2 separate regions of the Sus scrofa genome follow, and region 1 is linked to region 2. The links are chromatin contacts, called in public HiChIP or PLAC-seq maps. All regions are on one chromosome and are shown on one strand. Each heading gives the region's core, a stretch centred on a gene start, on an enhancer-like site or on the middle of the called end of the contact. The rest is flanking DNA. Distances are from core to core; before and after follow the strand shown.

The links. HiChIP or PLAC-seq counts read pairs in DNA pulled down with a chosen protein or histone mark.
Region 1: a contact with region 2 is called in an H3K27ac HiChIP or PLAC-seq map of alveolar macrophages. The contact joins two enhancer-like sites. A contact is called at or near these places in 1 of 47 Hi-C or Micro-C datasets (heart right ventricle) and 2 of 2 datasets of contacts at active chromatin or transcription factors (alveolar macrophages and skeletal muscle).

What each region holds. Positions count from the first base shown.
Region 1 is chr6:103,949,866-103,956,612 of Sscrofa11.1, reverse strand. It overlaps SMCHD1 (structural maintenance of chromosomes flexible hinge domain-containing protein 1), which reads left to right. Exons shown (of 48, transcript XM_021096138.1): 2 at 4,660-4,735; 3 at 5,735-5,896. The coding sequence starts at 5,857. Among named protein-coding and RNA genes, the nearest start is that of SMCHD1, 33 kb to the left of the region's middle. Within about 2 kb of position 5,457, at least 1 of the 83 cell types and tissues checked has an H3K27ac peak or open chromatin away from gene starts, as enhancers often do. A contact at or near this core is called in alveolar macrophages, where this site is marked.
Region 2 is chr6:103,401,755-103,407,811 of Sscrofa11.1, reverse strand. All of the region lies in intron 1 of MRLC2 (myosin regulatory light chain 12B), which reads left to right. Among named protein-coding and RNA genes, the nearest start is that of MRLC2, 4.3 kb to the left of the region's middle. Within about 2 kb of position 4,066, at least 15 of the 83 cell types and tissues checked have an H3K27ac peak or open chromatin away from gene starts, as enhancers often do. A contact at or near this core is called in alveolar macrophages, where this site is marked.

The DNA of each region.
Region 1 (6,747 bases), core at 4,208-6,707, 550 kb before region 2:
CCAGTACCATATGTTTTGATTACTGTGGCTTTGTAATATAATCTGATATCAGAGAGCATGAAACTTCAGCTCTTTTTCTTTCTCAAAAAGAAAGAAAGTCTTTTGAAGTCTTTTGTGTTTCTATACAAATTTTAAAATTATTTGTTCTAGTTTTGTGAAAACTGCCATTGGTAATTTGATAGAGATTGCATTGAATCTGTAGATTGCTTTAGGTAGTATGGTTATTTTAACAATATTGGTTCTTCCAGTTCAAGAACATGGTATATCTATTTGTGTCTTCTTATAGTTTTTTGAGTACAGGTCTTTTGCTTCCTTAGGTAGGTTTATTCTAGGGATTTTATTTTTATGCATTTGTAAATGGGGTTGTTTCCTTAATTTGGCTTTTTGATGTTTCATTTTTAATGTATAGAAATGCAACAGATTTCTGTATATGTGTGTGTGTGTATTTTTTTTTTTTTTTTTTTTTGGCTTTTGAGGGCCACACCTGCAGAATATGGAAGTTCCCAGGCTAGGAGCCTGGGAGCTTTGGCTGCCGGCCCATGCCAGAGCCACAGCAACACAGGATCCGAGCCATGTCTGTGACCTACATCACAGCTCACAGCAATGCTGGTTGCTTTAACCCACCGCATGAAGCCAGGGATCAAACCTGAGTCCTCATGGATACTAGTTGGGTTCATTACTGCTGAGCCACAACAGGAACTTCCTGTATGTTGGTTTTTTATCCTGCAGCTTTACTGAATTCATTGATGAGCTCTAGTAATTTGCTGGTGGTGTATTTAGGATTTCTGTGTACAGTGTTATGGCATCTGCAAAGAGTGACAGTTTTACTTCTTCCTTTCCAGTTCAGATTCCTTTTTCTTCTTTGATTGCTATTTCTAGGACTTTCCAGAACTATTTTGAATAACAGTGGTGAGAGTGAGCATTCTTTTCTTGTTACTGATCTTAGATGGAATGATACCAGCTTTATACTGTTGAGTATTGAGTTTAGCTGTGGGCTTGCCATATATGGCTTTTATTGTGTTGTAGTATGTTCTTTCTGTGTCCATGTTCTGGAGAGTTTTTGTCATAAATGGTTGTTAAATTTTATCAAAAGCTTTTTCTGCATCTGTTGAGAGGATCGTATAATTTTTATTTTTCAGTTTGTTAATGTGTTGTATCACATTGATTTGCAGATACTGAAAAATCCTTGCATCCCTGGGATAAATCCCACTTGGTCGTGGTGTATGATCCTTTTAATGGAGGCCTATACTTTATATTTTTAAGACTTAAAAATTTTTTGCCAGCTTCATGGAAATGATAATCAAGTTGTTCTCATTTCTCTGATAACTAGTGAGGATGAACATCTTTTCATGCTTTCTCCTTCATGGCTTACACTTTTGATATTTTCAGAAATCCTTTTCCCTCTTCTCTCAAAATTACTTCCCTATTTTCCTTTGGATTAATATGTAGCTGCTTTAGTTCTCTTGGAATTTGTTTTTGGGTATGTTGAGAAGTGGATTTTATTTATCTTACCTATTTTTGTACAATTAACTAGTTGTCTCAATAATATTCATTGAATAGTTTATTCTTTCCTCAGCAGTTTGTAATGTCATTCTATTTGCCAACCTCCCCCCCCCCCCCCGTATATATGTGTAGGTTTTTCTTTCAGGGTTCTCTCTTCTCTTTCACTGGTCTGCAGTAGTATAAGTTAGACAATTTTCTTATTAAAAGCCTCAAATATATAGAGAGATAATAGCATTATGAACCTATATGTACTCATTATCCTTATTAAACAGTTTCCAAGTATCTACCACACTAGCTTCATTTTTGCCTCTTGAAGCATATTCCAGGCCTTAGTTCACTTCACTTCTCTTTACATCATGCATTTCTATTATCACACCATCAAAATTAACATTTTTAATTGTTAACTAATAGTTCAGTTTTTATTCAGATTTTTTTGCCTCAAAATTTTTTTAATACGTGATTTGTTTAAATCAGGGTATTTGTATTGAACTTGTTTTTTTTGTTTCTTGCAAAATACCTTCCCCAGTCTATTTTGTTTTTCTTGACATCTACTTGTTGAAGAAATCAAGTTGGTTTGTCTCTCACCTTCCACATTCTGAATTGGTCTGTGCTGCTGCTGCTTCTTTTTTTTTTAAATAGCTTCCTGTTTTAGTTTAGTTTAGTTTTGTCCCTGCCTATGGTGTGCGGAAGTTCCCAGGCCAGGGATTGAACCCATGCCCCAGCAGCAACCTGAGCAACCTCAGTGACAGCGCCAGATCCTTAACAACCTGAGCTACCTCAGTGACAGCACCAGATCCTTAACCCACTGACCTGGAATCCTTAACCCAAAGACCAAGGAACCTTTGTCTGTGCTTCTTTATGGTGTAATTGAGCTTATTCTAACTCTATGTGTCCTGTAAATTGGAAGCTGTTTTTAATAACTTATAATAAAGATTTAGGTTCAGCTTTGGGATGAGGAGGCAAAAATACTTTATAGGTGTTGTTGGTACTTCATATATACGTCACATCAGGTGGCATGTAATGTATGGCTTAACAATTCTAAGATCAGATTAGTGGGATTCAGGTGGTTTCGCTGGCTTCCTCCATAATAAAATTTTGACTTAATGGTTTAGTCATTCATGGTGGTATTCTTTTTTTTTTTTTTTAATTAATTTATTTATTTTTTGTCTTTTTTGCTGTTTTCTTTGGGCCGCTCCCGCGGCATATGGAGGTTCCCAGGCTAGGGGTCAAATCGGAACTGTAGCCACTGGCCTACGCCAGGGCCACAGCAACGCGGGATCTGAGCCGCGTCTGCAACCTACACCACAGCTCACGGCAACGCCGGATCGTTAACCCACTGAGCAAGGGCAGGGACCGAACCCACAACCTCATGGTTCCTAGTCGGATTCGTTAACCATTGCGCCACGACAGGAACTCCCATGGTGGTATTCTGATTGCCATTCCTCCTATATTTATTAGCAGGAATTCTTTTTTTTTTTTTTTGGCGGGGAGCTTATTCAGGACTTAAAACAATGTACATCTGGGGGTTCCCTTCTGGTGCAGCAGATTAAGGCTCCAGTGTCATCATTGCTGCAGCTCAAGGAGGGGGGGGGGCGGGGGGAATATCTCGGGAATTCTTTAAAGAACAACTTTGCCTCATCAATTAGAGATAAATGGTTACTCTGAATTTAAGTTGGTGCAAAAAAGCATAATAAATGCTCTATCTAATTCTTTTCTTTTAATTTATCAGTGTTCAGAGTAGGGAATTGGTGCTTTATTTAGTTTCAGTAGTGACCAGTAAGGATTTTTAGTATCACTATGGAAGACCTAAGTATCATTAATATAGATTTTTTTTTAAAGTCATCTTGCTTCTAAGGTTGGTCTAGGTTAACTGGCCCATCATTACCTGAAACAGAGGTCAGCCTTTTCTCTTAACTGTGCATTGTCCTATTGTTTAATTTTGGAAAGAGCTTGCATCTTGTAATTTTAAAGATAATGTAAAATTTTAATGAAAATGTTAACTCATCTTTCTAATTCTTATTTTTTGGTTAGCTGTGAAATTTTAGCTTCTTACGGTTTTGTAGTCATTTTCTTTTGTCTTTTTTTTTTTTTCTTTTCATTTTTGTCTGCCTTGCAGAATATGGAGTTCTCATGCTAGGAATCAGATCCAAGCCTCAGTTGTGACCTACTCCATAGCTGCAGCAACATAGAGCTTTTGACTCACTGTACCAGGCTGGGTATCGAACCTGCCTCCTGGCACTGCAGAGACACAGCCAATCCTGTTGTGCCACTGTGGGAACTCTTTGTCTTCTCTTTGATTGTTCATGTCTTTTTCCTATTTATGTTTGTTGATTTTCATCTTTATTTATGAAGGCTTTTTTTTTCTCCTCAGGATGCTTTGTTTCCTGTTAAATTTTCAATTTACTTTTTTTTTAAGTTATATTTTTGGAAAGGGTCATAATAGGTAATAAAGATTGTTTTTATGCAAATATCCTGCATAGTGTAGCTATCCTTTCTTCAGTGTTAAAAAATATTAATCTCTATTTTCTTCTAGTACTTTTGCTTTTACATATTTAAGTACTTAATATATATGAACATAAGTGTTAATGCTTTGCTCCAACTAAGTTTACTTATATATTCACATGAAGTAATAAGTCTTTTGTCTGGGAGGGTCCTGTTGTTAAACCTTTTGAAAATGTTCACTTAGGAGTTCTCTTCATGGGTTAACAAACCCGACTAGAATCTGTGAGGATGTGGATTCGATCCCTGGCCTTGCTCAGTGAGTTAAGGATCCGTTGTTTGCTCCGGGCTGTGGTGTAGATCACGGATGCGGCTCAGATCCTGAGTTGCTGTGACTGTGGCGTAGGCTGGCAGCTACAGCTCCAATTCGACTCCGAGCCTGGAAACCTCCATGTGCTGTGGGTGTGGACCTAACATATAATAGCAGAAAAATCAACCTTGTTAAGCAAATAGGTAATTTATAAATAGATTTGTGCTTAATTATACAAAGGCAAAATTTGAAAACATTAAGACTGATCTTTTCATGCAAATAAATGTAGCACTAATTGTAGTACTAAGATACACTGTTTTATCGGTATTTTCATATTTTTATAAACTTGAATAGTCCATTTATTTTCTTTGTGTAATAATTGATTTTATTTCTCTTATTTTGGATAGACACTTGCCATTTCACCTGAAGAGAAATTTGTTATTACAACAACAAGTAGGAAAGAAATTACCTGTGATAATTTTGGTAAGCAATGCTATGTTTATGCTTTTATATTTGATATATTCTAGTACATCATAGAGCAGTAAATTTTATTACATAGATAAGCATCACAAAACTATTGATGCTTTTGGTTACTTTTTTCGGATGGGGATGGAAACTGGCTACATATGTCTAAGTTTGTACAGAAGTCATATTTTTCAAGCAAGATTACAGAAAAAGAGTTGGTATCATTATGTCTACAGATGAGACCTTGCTCAACATCTAGCCACAAGCCTTCTTTGTGGGCCCTTGAAAAGCTAATTCTCCTGACTAACTAGAATTCTTCCATTGTCTTTTTTTTTCTTTTTTTTTTGTTATAGTCCTAAATATTTATTTCACAGAATTAAAAAAAAATTGAAATATTTATAAAATTATTTCTGTCCAAATTTGAATATACATTTATTATTTTTATTAATGATTTTTTCATTATAGTTGGTTTATAGTTTTCTGTCAGTGTCTACGGTAGAGCAAAGTGACCCAGTCACACACATATATATATATACACATTCTTTTTCTCACATTATCTTCCATCATGTTCCATCATAAGTGACTAGATATAGTTCTCTGTGTTATATAGCAGGATCTCATTGCTTATCTAAATTTGAACATCCATTGTCTTTTTTTTAACCAACTATGTTCTAAGTCTTGCCAGTTTTTGTGCCTTATTGCTTTTCGATTTTCATCATTCTTCCTTATTCATATACCACTTTAATGTAGTTCCTCATCTGATTTCCTATGACAGTTTGACTTTTTAAGAATTGAGTATTTCAGATGAGTGGAAGTATTTGGACCTGTTTTGCTGATATTCATAACAAAACACAACTGAATTTATAGATTGATTCGTTATTTGGGAATTTGCCTGTATAATTTAATTATTTAATTAATTTTGGCCTCATCTTTTGGTTGTGACCAAAAGAATAATAATAAATTGATTGTGCTTTGAATGCTAGCTTAGCATTTAAGATGTTACCTCTTGACTTACAGATGAAACTGTTAAGGATGGAGTCACTCTATACGTGCTACAGACAGTCAATCAGTTACTGCTAACAGCTACAAAAGAACGGATTGACTTCCTACCTCACTATGACACATTGGTTAAAAGTGGCATGTATGAATATTATGCAAGTGAAGGACAAAATCCTTTACGTAAGTATTCTGTTTTTACTAATTTTAATAAACTGTCACTCTCCTTTATCTCCTGATCACGTGTCCCATTCCTTCACTTTAAAAAAGTTCTGGAGTTTGTATTGTGGCTCAGCAGTTAAAAAACCCGACTAGCATCCGTGAAGATGTGGGTTTGATCCCTGGCCTCGCTCAGAGGGTTAAGGATCAGGTAATGCCACAAGCTGCAGCATAGGTCACAGATGTGGCTTGGATCTAGCATTGCTGTGACTGTGGTGTAGGCTGGCAGCTCCAGCTCTTATTCAACTCCTAGCCAGGGAACTTCCATGTGCCACGGGTATGGCCCTAAAAAGGCAGTAAATAAATAAATAAAAATAAAAACGTTCTCTCAGAGTTCTCTTGTGGCACAGTGGGTTGTGGACCCAGTATTGTCACTGGAGTGGCTTGGATGGCTGCTGTGACACAGGTTTGATCCCTGGGAACTTCTGCATGCTGTGGGTGTGCTCTCCCCCCCCAAAAAAAAAGCTCTCATTCTACCTTACTATAAATCTGTGACCAATCATTGTGAGCTTCTTTACTACATGTCTTCATCACAGTAGATTTCTTTTTCTATTCAGGTGATCTTACTTCAGAGTAAAGATACCTCTCCTTTGAAACTAACTTAGGAGTTCCCGTTGTGGCTTAGCACTAATGAACTCAACTAGTATCCATGAGGCTGTGGGTTCAATTCCTGGCCTTGCTCAGTGGGTTAAGGATCCAGTGTTGCCCTAAGCTGTGGTGTAGGTTGCAGACTTGGCTCGGATCTGGCACTGCTGTGGCTGTGGTGTAGGCCGGCAGCTGCAGCTCTAATTTGACCCCTAGCCTGGTAACTTCCA
Region 2 (6,057 bases), core at 2,817-5,316:
CAGCATCTTGTAAAGATTTAGTTCGTCTGTGCTGACGGCGGAAGACAACAGATAGAAAAAGAGTCATGACCTCATTGGAGGCCTTGGGCTTAGCCCTAAGAGGGAGAACTCTGTGGTAGGAGGTAACAAGACCGAAAGCTCAAAAGGTGGGACTTGTGTCGTGGGGAAGGAGACGGTGGGGAGACCAGCCTGAACGAACAGTATGTTAATGAATAATGGTTGGAAATATGTAGGAAAGTGGGACGTTTTCACGGATGTTTTGCAAACTTGATGGGAAATAAAAGAGTCGTTAGGTAGTCGTTTTAGATTCTTCACTAATGGAGTAATAGGAAGAAAGGCGTGTTGAGAGGATTAGTTTGGCAGCCTTTAAGATGGATCTGTAATGGGCCTTTGGTAAGAAAAAATCATAGCATTTTGGAAATCAAAAGAACCGTAAAGGTTATCTTTTGTTTTATAATTGAGGAGAGTGAAGCCCAGCGAGGTGAGATAATTTGCCCAAGGTCACTCACTTGGAGGGGGTTCCCATGGTGCCACCCATTTTCTCTAAGCATTAGGGGGACCCTCCTGGGGCTCATAGCTAAGTGCACAGCTTCTTGTTGGTTCAGGCACTGTTGAATGAGGCAACTTCTGTGAGGACTGTTTCAATCGATATTACTTATGCTTTCACGGGACTGAGTTTGGACCAGATAAATTGCAATATCTGAAGGACAGGTCCCCAAGTGAGGGTTGCTGGGGTTAGAAGACATGAAAGGGGGAGTTCCATCGTGGCTAAGTGGTTAACAAATATGACTAGCATCCATGAGGATGCACGTTCTATCCCTGGCCTTGCTCAGTGGGTTAAGGATCCAGTGTTGCTGTGGCTGTGGTGTAGGCTGGCACCTGGAACTGGGATTTGACCCCTCGCCTGAGAACCTCCATATGCCGCACGTGTGGCCACCCCCCCCCCCAAAATGAAAGGACTGGGAGCCCCTAAATGGAGCTTGTTGTCCTCTTCAGGATTCAAAGACAGCATATGTCTAGGGATGATATTCCTTGCCAGCAATTTTAGGATCTTCCTGCCTCGTTCTGCACTTTAGCTGTTGTGGCTTCTTTGTCATCCCCAACCAGCTATCCACATTTTCTACCTGGTGAAGAATTTCAGCTGCCTCCATGCGGGATGTTAGCAGCTAGTGGACAAACTATGGATCTAGACTTTTGGTCCTGCATCTGTGCATCTACCATTTTCTAGCTGTGCACCTGCAGGTGAATTATCCTCTTTGCACTAATTTTCTCATCTGAGAAACAGGGATAATAACAGTATCTGTCGAAAGTTGTTGTGAGGATTACCTACGTCAATACACATGAAATGCTTAGATCAGTGCCTAGCACATATTTAGCACTCAGTTATTGGCTTATTAGTACTCTTTGTTCTAGGTATAAACAAAGAGTGACTGGTAAGTTCTGTTAAGAATTGGGGTGGGAGGGTGTTCCCTGGTAGCTCAGCAGGTTAAGGATCTGGCATTGTTACTGCTGTGGTTCAGATCACTGCTGTGGCCAGGGTTTGAGCCTGGCCTGGGAACTTCTGCATGCCATGGGTGCAGCCAAACAAACAGACAAAACCAGGAACCTTTGCAGGGAAGAGTGCAGTGGAGTTTATGTTGAACCAAGGGTAGACCATAGAACAGCCATTTTTTGAGAATCGGATCCAGGACCTACCTTAGAGAGATCATGTGTATACATAATTCTGTTTGTGACCCAGAGAAGCATATATATCTGTTCATTTAACTAGTATTTAGCACCAGCCATGTGTGAGACACTCTATCTACTTGACTCTGCAATCCAAGGTAGAAATGCCATAAAAGTGTATATGTAAATAGCATAGGAATGAAATATGGGGCAGTAAAAAAAAAAAAAAAAGAATGAACCACTAGTAAATTCAGTGAGATACATGAATCTCAGAAAATGTATTGAGTGAAAGAAGTTGGACACAGAGTAAGCACTGTATTATAAGAAATTCTGTTTATAAAGAATAATATATAATAATAAATTCTGTATATAAGAAATTCAAAGAACGAATCTATGGTGATAGAAATCCAGTGTTTGCCTGTGGGAGAGGGCAACGGACTTGGATTGAATTTTGTGGAGTGGTGTTAATGTTTGTTACTTGATTGGGGTGGTGGTTACATGAGTGCACATCATTTTTAAGATCTGTACATTTCACCATATATAAATTTCACTGCAGTAAAACACAATGATAGGGGAGGGAGTAAAGAGGATGTAAAGTCTACTGACAGTTGTGACGATCATAAAATCCATAATTTAGAAACAACAACATGATAATGTATGTGGTAAATGTGCAAATACATATACCACGGGGATAGCTTAACTGGTATTAAGAGAAAAGCTGTAAAACTGAGTTTGGCTCTGTAAAAGATAATAGAATAATTTATGGAACCGATTATATGTTTGCCTAAATATGCAGTATAAAAGCAATAGTATGTTATTAAGTATGTCGGGTTAACCTTGTGGAGCATTTTAACTTGATCATATGCTAAATTCCCTGGATAATTGCTGTTTTCAGATTGTTGCTCACTTATCCAGTCATTTGATCTTCCTAATTAGCACAAACACTAGTCTTGACTACAGTAATGACCATGGGAATTCATGAAAAATTTCTGGAGATTCTAATAGTCCTTAGCAAAGATGAGACTTGAATCAGAAATGATCTTAGGAGTTCCCGTTGTGGCGCAGTGGTTAACGAACCGACTAGGAACCATGAGGTTGCCGGTTCCGTCCCTGGCCTTGCTCAGTGGGTTAACGATCCGGCGTAGCCGTGAGCTGTGGTGTAGGTTGCAGACGCGGCTCGGATCCTGCGTTGCTGTGGCTTTGGCGTAGGCCGGAGGCTACAGCTCCGATTCGACCCCTAGCCTGGGAACCTCCATCTGCCGCAGAAGCGGCCCTAGAAATGGCAAAAAGACAAAAAAAAAAAAAAAAAGAAATGATCTTAGGTTTTAGCCAAGAGCTGCTGTCTGCTTTTTTTGGTGTTGCCACTCCCAGGCTTCACCTTGTGCCTCTGCTCACAAATCGGCCTTGCCAGAAGGGACCCTCTGAGCATCCTGCCCCTGGGCATCTGTACTGTACTTGAATTATCATCCCTTTGCTCGGGAAACCAGCTCCTTCTCCCTCCTCCAGTTACCTCATTTTTGAATGGTCACATCATACTAGCAGTTTTTCAACCAGCGCTTGAGGAAAGCACAGTCATTCAAGACAAACTTTGAAGGAAACTCCAACTAGGAAGCAAGAAGAACTAGCAAATCAGCATGGGAATCAGCTAAAAGACTGGGGTGGTGGTGATGGGAATGTTGAGGAAGGGATGACTGTTGCACTTAAAAGAGGAGCCCACAGAACTTGGAGAGGAGTTGAATAGAAGGAATTATAATTGCTAACCAGGAATAGAAATTTTTCCTATCCAGTGCACACTTGGCCATGGCCTCTTTTTGAGGTTTTAAAAATTCTTTGACTGTAATCCTGAAAGGCATTGGCCTATTAAATGTTAAAGACAGCAAGGAAACACAAGGACTTTATTAGTTTTCTGTCACTCTGTAACAGATTATTCTCACATTTAGCACCTTAAGAAAACAGTAAAGAGCTCTGAGGGTCAGGAACTTCAGGGCAGCTTAGCTGGGTGGTTCTGGTCAGGGTCTCAGGGGGTTGCAGTCATTTGAAGGAGGATCAGCCTCCAAGAAGACTGACTCACCTGGCTGACAAGTGGGTTCTGGCTTTGGCTGGAGGCCCCAGTTCCCTGCCACATAGACCTCTCCATAGGGTGCTATAGCCCTCATGACCCACTGCTGCCCCAGATTGAGTAATCCGAAAGCATGACAGAAAGTCACACGCCGTCATTTTCACAGTATCCTATTAGTTATAGAAAGAAGGCAGAATATGCCAACCCAAATATGACACTTTGGTACGAAGATCATGTTGAGCTGAAGGCAGTTGAGAAGAAGCAGGCATAAGAAAAGCTCTGCCCTTTCCCAGTGTGCCGAAGAGCAGGGCACACCTTTGCAAAGGTCTCCTTCCTTCCCCCTCTGCCAGGAAGGACAGAGGACTTTGGACTCTTAGCAGGCCCTAACTTAAACCTGCCTGAGAAGCCTTACCCTTGTTTATATTGTTTGTATCATTCCACAGCGTGCCTCTCCCCTTCACACACCTTTCCTCTTTTGGCTTCCGCTGAAGATGATATTTAAGCCAGCACTCTAAGCCACCTCTGAGGGCTGGATTTTCCCTGGCATACATGTTGATAAACTTCTGTTTTTCTTTTGGTAATCTGTTATTACAAGGTGTCAGCCAAGAACTCAGAACCACCGTCTAAGTGCTTAACTCTGGTTCCCAACCTTCACTGCACATTGGAATCACCTGGTATGTTTCTAAAATACCAAATCATGGGCTTCACCTGTAGACAGTCAGTTTCAGTTGTACTAGACTAGGACCTAGACATCACTTTTTTAAAACTTCCAGGGTGACTCTAAGGTGCAGCCAAGATTGAAACTAGAGGTTAACTGCTGTGAGAGCCATATTTACTTGCCGTATGGACTGGTGGACTTAGATACTTCATAGGCAGCTGACAGATATGCTCCATGAGCATCTTTCCCAGGCGTCCAATAAAGCCATATAGGCTGGATGGAGTTCATGAGCAATTTCTGCTTATTGATTATGATGCCCATGTTTTGATTTCCACGTCAGTATTGCAAGTGATTTTGCAGATACTTAGATTATGAACTAAGTATGTTGATGCCACAGCCACCTAAATACCAGTATCCTGTATCTTTGCCCTTCTTGTCACCTCTGGGCATAGTACATGTAACCTTTAGTTCACTCTATATCAGAAATTTGCAAAAATAATAAAAAAAATTTGAAGAGGAACTGGAGTTTTTTGTTGCTGTGAAGGCTTATTTAAAAAAAAAAAAGGCTTATTCATTGCCATATATGCTGTGTTCTAAGTGGATACTTTCTGCAACTAAGGGTAGGGTTTCATGGAGCTTTTTTTCTTTAGCATTTATAGGTCAGGTATGAATTGACAGTGCTTGGTAAAGATTTCAAGCCTTTACCTATCATGTCAAACCAAGACCATAGCTGATAGGAAACATTGCCGCTTGATGAACCCAAACCAGGGCTGCAACATTGCACAGTTGCAGAGCGTGTCATTCATATTTTATTCTCTTCCCATTCCCCTATATACTTTAGTCTGTACATTGGTTTCCTCAGCATAGTTAGAATTTATTTGGAAACTCCGTTTGTCTAGAAATTAAATTCAGAGGAAAGTAGCTGCTCAGAAATCAATATTGGATTATATTGGTAGTATTGAAAGTTTAAGAAGTTACTTTCTGGTACACTTGCTAACTAGAAGAATTGTATGAAGTAAAGATTATATAGGTAAAAATCACCTTTAACAAATGAGGTTGAATTTCATCTGGCTCTGCCACCAGGTGACCTTGGGCAATTTGTTTAACTTCTTTGATATTCAGTTCCTTCGTGTGTAAAGCAGAGACATGTTAAATTTAGTGCACCCGACTGCCTGACAGTGAGTCACTCGACAGATGGCAGTAGCCATACATTGAGTAGACCTTTAGTTTTCTCTCTCTCTCTCTGATCCTCAGGCATTTGGGGGCTGGGAAAAGAGAAAACAAATACATGAGTTAAGAAACCATATGGTGCCTTGGGCACATACAAGTTGTTTGGTGATGCTGAAGGAAAAGTACAAGGCAGAGGATGGCTGGAGATCAGGCTGAAAGCTCATTCTAAAGCAGGAAAGGTGTGTGTGCCAGGCTTCAGAGCTTGTATTCTCTCCTGTCGGCAGTGGCGAGCCAAAGATGTCTCAAAAGGGAATGAGATGGTGATGTTTATGTTTTATACACCTCTGGCTGGAAAATAGAGGGTAGTTTAGAAGGGACCAGAAAGCAAGGAAATTGGTTAGTTGACGATAGAAAAATTCTACACAGGGATGGTAAGGTCCCAGCTTAGGGTGGTGGCAGAGGGAAGAGGAAATTGAGCCAATCTGATGAATGCAAGGCTTGGTTC